Regions from separate parts of the Sus scrofa genome. Here region 1 is linked to region 2. A link is a contact called in public Hi-C data. All regions are on one chromosome and are shown on one strand. Each heading gives the region's core, a stretch centred on a gene start, on an enhancer-like site or on the middle of the called end of the contact. The rest is flanking DNA. Distances are from core to core; before and after follow the strand shown.

Region 1 (4,997 bases), core at 1,004-3,503, 160 kb before region 2:
TGGGCTCAACCATATGGGATTCCCTAACATAGGAAACAAGGACAGACTCCCCTGTTGGCTGCCTGACCATGAAGTTCCCATCTGACATCAGAGATGCTCAGAGAGGGCAACTCTGCAACAACGAAATGGCTAACCACCCCTGCCACGAAGCGCCATCTGACATGCTTTACATGTGTCATTGCTAACCCTCACAGCAACCTTGCCACATGGATTACTAGCCTGATCGCAGACACTTGGAACAATCCACCACCCAACATTTCAGAAGGGCTTAATTTAAGCTTGCTTCTGGGAGCCACTCAATTCTATAGCAGTGCAACAGCAGAGGCCTTATTCCTAGATAAATTAGTCTCCTGGCATACGGTAGCAATGCTCTTTTTCAATATGTGATTCATTTTCTCAATTTTTCTTGTTGAGTGTGACTCCAGGATGAATGTAGTTTCCAACCCACATGCAATGCTTTAGATCCCTGCTGGGTTATCCTGGGGACAGGAGCAGGCTCACCATCACTTTGAAGGGCTTTGAAGGGGGTAGGCAATCCAACTCAGGGAATAATTTCTTAAGGAGGGCTTTAACTACTTTAGAGGATTTTTCTGTCCAGGTGGAATACACATCCACCCATCCAGAAGAAACGTCCACAAACACTAACAAGCATCTGAAGTTTCCTGCAGCTCAAGGCATTTGAGTAAAGTCTATCTGCCAGTCCCAGTGGGGCAGGCTCCTCTATATTGAATTTCCCTGGGGGTGGGGGAATCCAGCAGTAGTCTTGGATTATTTTTAGCACAAATTCTAGCCTGGCCAAGAAGATAGCCTGACACTGAGGCCAGGGGAAGACTGAGAAAGGAAACTGGGCAGTGGACTTCCTCAAATGCCAGCAGGTCACCCAGCTTGGGGCACTGCTGTCCCACTCACAGCTGGTCCTGGCTGGAGAGTCTGTGTTGGGGATGAGGAGCGGTATGTGGGGGCGGGGGGACGGGGAGCTTGCAGTTCAGTCCTCCCCTTAGGACCACAGTGACTAGAGCCAGGGTTGTGCTGGGCACAGGTGGTGAGAAGGGCAGTGAGGAGCCAGGGAAGGCCTGGGGGGGGTGTCATCAACCACTCAATAAACACATGTACTGAGGGCCTACCTATTCCAGACACTGGCTAGGCCCTGGGAAGGGGTGACCAGGAGGAGTCTTGGCCTTGAATGTGACTCGGGCAGGTAAGGAAGTGGTAGGAAAGCAGTGTGGCCATGGTGGTTGAGATTCTAGTTCCAGTCAGAGAACCATTTGGCCAGGGTTGGGGGAAGGATCACAGCCTGGAAATCAGGACCCAACTGGGTGGCACATCCCACTGGAGCAGCCTGGACCACTGCCCATCAGATACACAACATGGGCTTAACTGCAGGGTACAGGGAACCACAAAGAGCCTTAAAGGAGGGAGTTGAGGGGAAACATGCTATTGAGTGCCCACCAGGTGCCAGGCACTCTGTAGGTGCTTTCTGTGCCAATGCCTCTCAAACTCAATATGTTGACCATCTCCTAAGAACGTCATTAAAATGCAGTCTCTATATTCCCTATCTTGTAATAACCTATAGAGGAAAATAATCTGAAAAAGAATACATATATGCATAACTGAATCACTTTGCTGTATACCTGAAACACTATAAATCAACTATACTTCAATAAATAAAATTTTTTGTTTTTATAAAACAATATAGGCATACCTTAGAAATATCGTGGGTTTGGTCCCAGACCACCGCAATAAAGCAGATGTCATAATAAAGCGAGTCACATGGGAAAAAAAAATAAAGATACATAGAGGTGAATTTTCTTTATCATGAATAAAATCTATAAGGCATCGAAAAGGAAAAAAAAAAAAGCAGAGTCTTACTTCAAGAGGCCTAGGGCAGGGTCTGACGTGCTACATTTCTGATAAGTTCCCAGCTGGGACCACACTCTGAAGAGAAAATCTGTAGCTCAGCAAACCTGCACCCCAGTGAGTATTATGGGCTCCCTTTTACTGGCAGGAAAACTGAGGCTCAGTTCCTGGGCTTTCTTGAAGCATATCATTAAGGAGAGCTGCACTGTTCCCTGCCCTCCACTCACATTGGGGTAGGGGTAGATAACACAGCCCCCAAGCTATCACTCCCTCCAAACCCCTCCTGGTCTGTCCCCAGGCTTGTGTGTGCCCCTAGGCTCCCAGGTTTGTGAATTCAGACCCTCCTGTCTCAGCTGGCCTCTAGCCTGGAGCTTCTGAACTTGCGTGGGCAGCATCTAAACATAGTCTACCTCACAGGAAACCAGACACTATTGGCTAACTTTGCAAATAAGGAGGGAGGGAAAGGGAAATACTCTCTGGTAGAGTCTTCGCAGGACAGGGTGGCGGATTGGCACATCCAGAAGTTCCCTCCCCAGGTCCAGCCCAGGTAAGAGAAGAGGATGTGGTTAGCACCTGAGGGTGCCCTGTGGGTGCCAGGTGGGGGAGGCACTTTGGTCAGAGGTCAAAGTGGGTTAAAGAGGCTGGTTTGCTTCACATCCTAACAAGCGATACCATTTTCCTGAGGATACTGCAACCTAAATGTCCAAGGGGCTTGGGAGAAGTGGGGAGAGGACAGTGGGTAATTAGATCATTTATGATCTGCTCAATGTGATGCAATATGATTAAAAGCATTAGTAATTACATTTCAGGGACATGGAGAAATGCTCATTTTAAAAAAGCATCACTTAAAATTGTATCAGGGAGTTCCCATCCTGGCTCAGCAGAAATGAATCTGCCTAGTATCCAAGAGGACGCAGGTTCAAGCCCTGGCCTCGCTCAGTGGGTTAAGAATATGGTATTGCCATGAACTGTGGTGTAGGTTACAGACTCCACTTGGATCTGGCATTGCTGTGGCTGTGGCACAGGCAGGTGGATACATTCTGATTCAGCCCTAACCTGGGAACTTCCATACGCCATGGATGCAGCCCTAAAAAAGACAAAATAAAATAAAATTGTATCAGATTTCCCTGGTGGCTCAGAGGTTTAAGGATCCAGCGTTGTCACTGTAGTGGCTCAGGTTGCACTATGGCATGGGTTCAGTCCCTGGCCTGGGAACTTCCACATGCCACAGGTATAGACAAAATAATAATAATAACAATAATAATAAAAAAATAAAATTGCATCTGCCCATGATTACATGTAGGATGAATAAACAAGGTCCTACTGTATAGCACAGGGAACTATATTCAATATTGTATAATAAACCATCAGGGAAAGTAATATGAAAAAGAATATACATTAAAAAACTAAATCATGGAGTTCCCGTCATGTCACAGTGGTTAACGAACCCGACTAGGAACCATGAGGTTGCGGGTTCAGTCCTTGCCCTTGCTCAGTGGGTTAAGGATCCGGCATTGCCGTGAGCTGTGGTGTAGGTTGCAGACGCGGCTTGGATCCCGCGTTGCTGTGGCTCTGGCGTAGGCTGATGGCTACAGCTCCGATTCGACCCCTAGCCTGGGAACCTCCATATGCCGCGGGAGCGCCCAAGAAATAGCAAAAAGACAAAAAAAAAAAAAAAAAAAAAAAAAAAAAAAAAAAGCTAAATCACTTTGCTATTCAGCAGAAATCAACACATTGTAAATCTGGTATAAAATAAAATAAATTTTTTTAGAAAGGTAAAATCACATCTGGATGATACTGAGGAATTATTAACTTTTTAAGGTGAGAAATAACATTGAAGTTATTTTTAAATAATTTTATTTTTGTCTTTCTTATTGTTTTAGAGATTCACACTTAGTTAAGTTTATGGGTAAAATGTCATGACATCTGGATTTATTTTAAATAATCCAGTAGGGCATAAAGTGAGGAATAGATAAAATACTGATCATGAGTTGCGAATTATGGAAGCTGGGTGGTGAGTGCGTCGGGGTCCTCTCTGCTTTTTTATGTTCAGGAATTGTATAATAAAATGCTTTTAAAATAGTATTTTCATTTTAGATATAAATATACTCTATATTAATATTAAAAATATGCATAAAGATAGGATGAGAAAGCTAAAAGCTAGCTGTGGTTAGCTCTGGGAAGCCGGATTGTAGATAGTTTTGTGTTTTATCTTTCCTTTCCACGTCATGCTTTTTTGTGCCATCTGCATTTTATATTTCATTTTTTTGTCTGCACCCAGCACATGGAGTTCCTGAGCCAGGGATGGATCAAATACGAGCTGCAGCTACAACTTACGCTGTAGCTGCAGCAATGCCAGATCCTTGACCCACTGAGGGGATAGAACCCACACCTTAGCAGCAACTCAAACCATTGCAGAGACAACGCCAGATTCTTAACCCACTGTAGTACCACAGTGTGAACTGCCCCATCTATATTTTTGTGAGCATCTATTGCATTTATAATGAAAACTATTTTCAAAACAAACTGCTGACACAACTCTGATGTTCCATATTGATGTATGCTGTTGGGACACTCGGGCTCAGAAGGTCTGTGTCATTGGAAAACACAATCATCAGAAAGAAAGTATGAGCAGACACACATGTGGATGCAAAACGGGAGGAAAGACATCTGGCGCCACAGCTGGCTGGGGCCTGTCACTTCTCACTGCGTGACCCACATCAGGTCACTGCCCCGGGGCACCGCAGTCTCTGCTCTGTGAGTTCACAGCCCAGTCCAGAGGAAGGCCAGGGAGTTTGAGGATTTCTCTCCTCCTGCCCTCCCTCTGCAAAAAAGGCTTTTTCTTTTTCAAATAGTTGAAATAGAAAACTTGAGGAAGAAAAAACTTGAACCCAAAGAAAAGAAGACTGGACTGTGTGAAAAGCAGGCATGAAAACTTCCCCATTTTCTTGGGAAACTCCAGGGACACTTAGGCTTGGCGGGGAGGTGGAGGTGATGGATTCACATCCTTCACCTTCCTCTTTGCTTGGGCTTTGTTTTCACAAAGGGATGCGGGATAGGAAACAGTCCCAGCCTAAAATCAATTCGACCCCTCTTAGCCCTCAGACTGACCTGGCTCTCACCCAGGCCCTTGGCTTCAA
Region 2 (5,827 bases), core at 2,905-5,404:
AAACAGCAAGAATTTTTCACTCCCTCCTCCAAGAACCGATTTTCACTCCGTTGGGTGCCCTGCTGAGATGCACAGCCTAGACTGAGGCTTCAAATTCTACCAGATGTACAGTTCTATGGCACATGAGCTCCACTGCGTGTGAATCCACAGCATGTGAGATCTGCCCTGTGATGCACCATGGACACACAGTGGATCACTGCAAAGAGGGAACATAGGCCCAGTGCAGCCAGCTCATCTTATTTTTCAGAACTAGGAAATCTGGACTTTTAGATAAAAAAAAATTTTTTTTTCTTTTTGTCTTTTTATAGCTGCACCCACAGCATATGGAGGTTCCCAGGCGAGGCGTCAAGTTAGAGCTGTAGCTGCCGGCCTACACCACAGCCACAGCAACACCAGATCCCAGCCGCGTCTGTGACCTACACCACAGCTCACGGCAACGCCGGATCCTTAAATCATTGAATGAGCCAGGAGTCGAAACCACATCCTCATGGATTCTCGTCGGGTTCCTTAACCACTGAGCCACGATGAGAACTCCATAAAAAATCTTCTGATTTTTAAATGTCGGCAACTAATTCAAGATTTAAAAAATATATAGTGCAGGCTATAAAACACTTATCTGCAGATGGGACTCCATGGAAAAATGCCAATGTATACTTGGCTAAACCTGAGCCAACGTGATGTGGGCCCTGTTGGTGTCTGTGTGTGGTCCTCTGCCAGCACCAGGGCCCTCTGTGGGAGTAAGGGCCACCCTTCACAATGTCTTTGGATGCTGCTTTCTTTGGCTATTGACCCCACGATGCCCATGGCGGGTACCTCTCTGGAGCTGCTGGAAACCTTCAACAGGCGATCAGTGTATTCCTTGGCCTTGTCATGGCAGCCTATGAGCCAGAGGAAGAGGCCGGCATGGTACAGTGCAGTGCCGCTGGCTGTCTTGCGGATTTCCTTCAGGCTACTCTCAAGCTCCTGAATCGCCTCTCGGTCTGGGAATCCGAGAGAGGAGGAAGAGAACAAGTTAGGATGCGGAGGTCTTTCTGGTCCTGTAGGGGACACTGAGGACCCAGGGGACTGCCCCCGCACACTCTGGGCTCCCTCAACACATGGAGCCGACTACATGACAGTCGAGGGTCTGGGAACCAGCAACACTGGCTCCCGTGATGCCATGGGAGCTGCCCAGGCCTGGACTTGGGTTTGAGGTTTGAGATTTATTTTTTTCTCCTCTGTGCCCAGCACTTTGTTGTGCAGACGATTCCAACCTCAACTCCCCATCTCTACAATCCATTCTGGGTAGGGAAACAGCAGTGTGTACACGGTATCTCGGAATCGCTCCCTGACTTTAGAGAGGTGGAGATTAAGGGTAGAACTGTTTATACTGGCTTGGTTTTTCTTGATAGGATCTTGGCAAAAGAAAACAGGGTATCTCCCCAGCTCTTGGGTTCTGGAAGGAGGATTCCTCCCACTGTCATGCTCTCTGCCTGTGGCTCCCATTCAATTGTGTATTGGATCTTCTTTGAGGTCTCCAGGGGGAGGGGACCGGCAGCCAGTTATCACCAGCCAAGGGGATCTGCAGTCACAGGTGCACACACCTCTTGCAGCAGCCTGCAAGGGGCTATGTCTCTGGAGTGGGGCTCCTTTCCCCCGCTAGGCCATGCCAAGCTGAGCACAGCTTCACTCACCGATGGTTTCACAGCACTTGTGAGCATAAATGAGGGCCATGGTGGAGCACAGGGACACGTCTGGGTGATTCCGGATGCTCTCCAGGCTGCTGATGGCATCCTGGATGCGCTCTGCAAAGACAGCCCACATGGTTATGCCCTGGGCTCCATGCTCAGAGGGTAGGCGGCTCCATGGCAGACATACACTTGACCCAAGTCTTGGTACCATCTGACCCAAGGTTGGACTAACTGGTCCAAAAGTTCCCTAATAGCACAAGTTCCCTGAAGGCTGAAGCTTTCTGAAAGGGTTGCTGGCACCATGGCCCAGGAAGCCAGGGGATTGAGGGCTTGGAGCTGAGAGATGTATGTACGTGTAAGCGCTCACAGGGATACTTGTGGGTGGGTTCTGAAGAAGGACCCCTGGGAAGTTCCAACTAGCTGTTCAGAGCCACCAATTATATTTATTTTTTTGTGTCCACAGACTTTGACCATGGGCAGCTCAGCAGGCCCCTGGCCCAGGACCACTTTCCGAATGTCAGTGAGTCAGCACCTGCATCGGCCCCACTCCTCTCCCTGATCCTGTCCCATAACTGCCTGTGCCCACACCTATCACTTCTTCCCTTTCCTGCACTACCAGCTCTCAGCTTCCAAGCCTGGAATTGGTTCAATAATCATGCAGTCACCTCTCCACCCACTCCTTTTACAGACAGAGAAACCGAGGTGTAGAGCAGGGGTAGTGAGCTCTCTGAGGTCTCAAAAGTCAACTAGATATGGATTACACAGCCTTCTGCGGATGAACCTGGGACTCTAGTCACTGCGTATAAGACTGTTTCCATGGGAATATGACTGGGGTAGAAGTAGGCATCCAGGTGGAGCCAGCGCACCAGTGCGCTGTTGACAAGTTGACGAATTGACAAGTCCTTACCTTCCATGAGGACTCCATAGGCTTTAAAGAACTGCAGCACGGGATCATTGTTGAATTTTTCCAGGCCCACAGCTGCAGCCTGCTGCATGTGGCGGAAATACCTTTCTTGGCAGTAGTAAATGATTCCAGCCTATGAGAAGGAAGACACAGGTGCAACAGCCCCAGTTCTTTCTGTCTCTGTTCTAACCCACTGCCTCCTCTATTCCCTTCTCCCTCTCCATTTCTGTAAAGAGAAGAGAAAGACTATTCAGGCCTTATCCTGTTCCTTCTCAGCCCTAGGAACAGCTCCATATATTTTCCCTGGGAAGAAGTTTGGAGATATTTGTTTTGGAATTAACCACAGATTCTGGTTCAAATGTGATAGAGAATTCAATTTAGGTTTTGCCTTAGGAATGGAATAAGGGGGAAGAGAGAGGACTGATAATAAGAATCATGACACCAATAGAGTAACAAGTTACTGTGAGCTAACCACCTGTTGGGAAGTATATCAAGGGCTTTACCCATTATCTTATGCATTATCCTCTCCCTATCCTTCACAGTTAAGGAAGCCAAAGCCCAGGGAAGCTGTGGCTTGACAAAGGTCGCACAATAATAGGGGCTGAAATTTCAAAGTGAAGTCTCACTTCCCCTAAGGTTTGTGGGGGTTGGGGTTGGGGATAGATGTGGTTGGATTGTATACAGCCTTGTGGGCCATATGAAAGAGCGCAGACATCATCCTGAGGGTAAGAGGAAGCAGCTGGAATGGTTTTAAGCACAGAGGAGTGGAGGGAAAGTATTCAGATGGTTGCTGTTGTTGTTGGTGGTAGTGGTGGTAGGGTACTGCTGGTGAAGAGAGCTGAAGCAAGGAAACCAGTTGGGAGGGGACAGTCGTAGGTGCCTGGAGGGGAGATGGTGGTGATCCTGGGCTAGGAGATAAAAAGTGGATGATTTCAGGAGATAGTTAGGAGCTGACAGTTCCTGCCCATACACAGAATCTGGAGATGAGTATGGGGAAGAATAATAGCTGGGGGATCAAATGGTGGTGACATCCACTGGGGTGAAGGACACAAGAGGCACAGGCAGGGGGAGGGGAGATAATGGCAAGGTGATGGAGATAGCTTTTTACACTTTAGTTTGGAGGAGCTCGGGGATAGGACTGGGTGGGGATGATAATGAGGGGCTCAAAGTACACAGAGAACCCTAGAGAGGATCCGCTCGCCACGGAAAGAGACAAGAAGGGACCATGACCGCCTGAAGAGGCTGAGGACAGTGAAATATGGGTAGGGGGGATGGTAAGAGCGGTCATAGAAGTGACAGGAGAGATGCAAGGCGCGGGGGATCACCGGGCCAAGGGTGGAGAGTCCTGGGTGGGAGTGCCGGGACCACGCACCATAAGAGAGGAGTCATTGTTGCTCATCTCCAGGCGCCCACGGCTCCGAGTCCGGGCCTGGGGGTGCCTTGCGAAGCTGGATTCTCAAATCAGGGTCCAGGACACACCTCTCTGGGCCGGAAGTCGGAGGCGCGCGCGTCCTTGGAAACAGAGCTGCCGGCCGCTTGCTAGGGGCGTCAGAGTCGGGTGGGCGTGGCCACTCACCCACGTGACAGGCGCTGCTAATCGAGCGCGGAGAGGGCGACTCCGCGCAAGTGACGCCTAAGTCGGCCTCCAGGGTGGGCTCCGCGATTCTGGACACCCGCGCGGGAGCCAACTGTGACCATGGGCCTGGGCGCCAGCGCCGAGCAGCCCGTGGGCGGCACTGAGGGCTTCCACCTGCACGGGGTGAGTCGCCCCCGCGGCGCTGGTGAACTTGGAGCAGCGCCTACAGCTACCCCCCGGACGCCCGATCGCCGGCCCGGGGGCTGCAGTGACCGGGTCCCGGCTCTATTGTGGCTGCCCGGGGGAGGATGGTGTCCCTTTCCGGTGGGAGCCGCCGGCGAGAAGCGACCCCGCGGCCTTCCTGGGCCCCAGCCGGTCTGCGGCCGCGGTCCGCTCGGCGCCAGCCCCGAGTGCCAACTCTGCAGGAAGCGGGAGCGTTTCCTGGTCGGGTCAGGCCGCCCCGAAATGGCATTTCTGGCGGGTGAAAAGTGAGTGCACCAGGTCCGTACGGGACGCATTTGTGCACTTGGGTCACATTTATGATCGCCTGCTGTGCACCTCACTCTGTGCTAGGCCTGGACAGAGAGCCAGCAACGCTGAGGCCCCGGCGATCCCCGTCCTTGGAACCAGGGGATCTGGGTAACCTAGTGGACGCCAACTTCCAGGGAGCACGCCAGCGCGCATCTCGTCTGTGGTGGGATCGAAGGGCTTACGGGGGGTTGAGGACCAGTGAGAATCAGCCAGGAAAAGTGGGAGCGGGAGAGCCAAGAGAATGTGGCAGAGGGCTTGGGGAGAGTTTGCAGCAGGGGTAGGGTTCCCAGGTGGAACTTTGCAAAGAAGCGGGGTAAGGCCACGGCTGAGAATGTGCCCTCGGTGTGGCCCCAAAGGGGCCAGGATGAGCAGTCCTGGGGAAAGTAGAGATGGGTTGGGTTTTTAGAGTCTGAAGGTGAGGAGGGGGGCCCGAAGCCAGATGGAGATTTGGGGTGTTTTGTACAGCGGAGAAGGAGGGGTTGTAACAGAGTTGACAAGGGCAGGAGGGTCTCTGCCTTCACCCTTGTGTGCTGTTGATGACTGCAGAGATGGGGGTAAGCAAGCCAGCTTGTCAGTTTGGTAGTGGCTGTTGAGTGGTCTCTTTATTGTTATGGGAGATTCTGTTAACAACTATGAGGTTAGGGGGCGGGGGTTAAAGGAGGGGTTTCCTAAAAGGAAAGCCAGGACAGGCACCTGCCTGGAAAGGTCTATAGTGAAATGCCGGCAGCCAGAAGAGTCTTCCAACAGGTTTGATGGAAGGCAAATTGAGAATATTGACAAGGAAAGGGGACAATGGTAAGAGCGAGGACAGGAAGGGCCTACTGGAAAGGGACAGAGTAGAGAGTGAGGAATTGGAGATCTTCCTTCACAAAAGTTTTTTTGTTTCATACGTGTAACTTTATTTAAAATTGTTTCAATTGAGGTATAGTTGATATACAATATTATATGTGTGCGCAATATAGTGGTTCACAATTTTTAAAAGTTATACTTCATTTATAGTTATTATAAAATATTGGTTATATTCCCTGTGCTGTATAATATATCCTTATAGCCAAAACAGTGATTTTTGAGCACGTGCTCTGTGGCAGGTAGAATTCTAGGCACCAAAGATAAAGCAATGAACAAAACAGACTTCGTCCCTATTCT

The links. A called contact is a pair of places that touch in the nucleus more often than the background predicts.
Region 1: a Hi-C map of alveolar macrophages shows a contact between it and region 2, with 2.5 times the contacts expected there. The contact joins the promoter of CX3CR1 here to the promoter of GORASP1 in region 2. A contact is called at or near these places in 1 of 5 promoter capture datasets (fetal skeletal muscle), 8 of 47 Hi-C or Micro-C datasets (alveolar macrophages, blood, embryonic fibroblasts and 5 more) and 2 of 2 datasets of contacts at active chromatin or transcription factors (alveolar macrophages and skeletal muscle).

Annotation. Positions count from the first base shown.
Region 1 is chr13:23,954,823-23,959,819 of Sscrofa11.1, reverse strand. It overlaps CX3CR1 (CX3C chemokine receptor 1), which reads left to right and starts at 2,253. Exons shown (of 2, transcript XM_003358374.4): 1 at 2,253-2,404. It overlaps LOC110256576 (a long non-coding RNA gene), which reads right to left. Exons shown (of 3, transcript XR_002338216.1): 3 at 4,323-4,997.
Region 2 is chr13:23,795,835-23,801,661 of Sscrofa11.1, reverse strand. GORASP1 (Golgi reassembly-stacking protein 1) reads left to right here and starts at 4,154. Exons shown (of 9, transcript XM_003132121.4): 1 at 4,154-4,333. The coding sequence starts at 4,271. It overlaps TTC21A (tetratricopeptide repeat protein 21A), which reads right to left and starts at 4,144. Exons shown (of 28, transcript XM_021071679.1): 1 at 3,947-4,144; 2 at 2,578-2,707; 3 at 1,674-1,784; 4 at 814-980. The coding sequence starts at 3,973.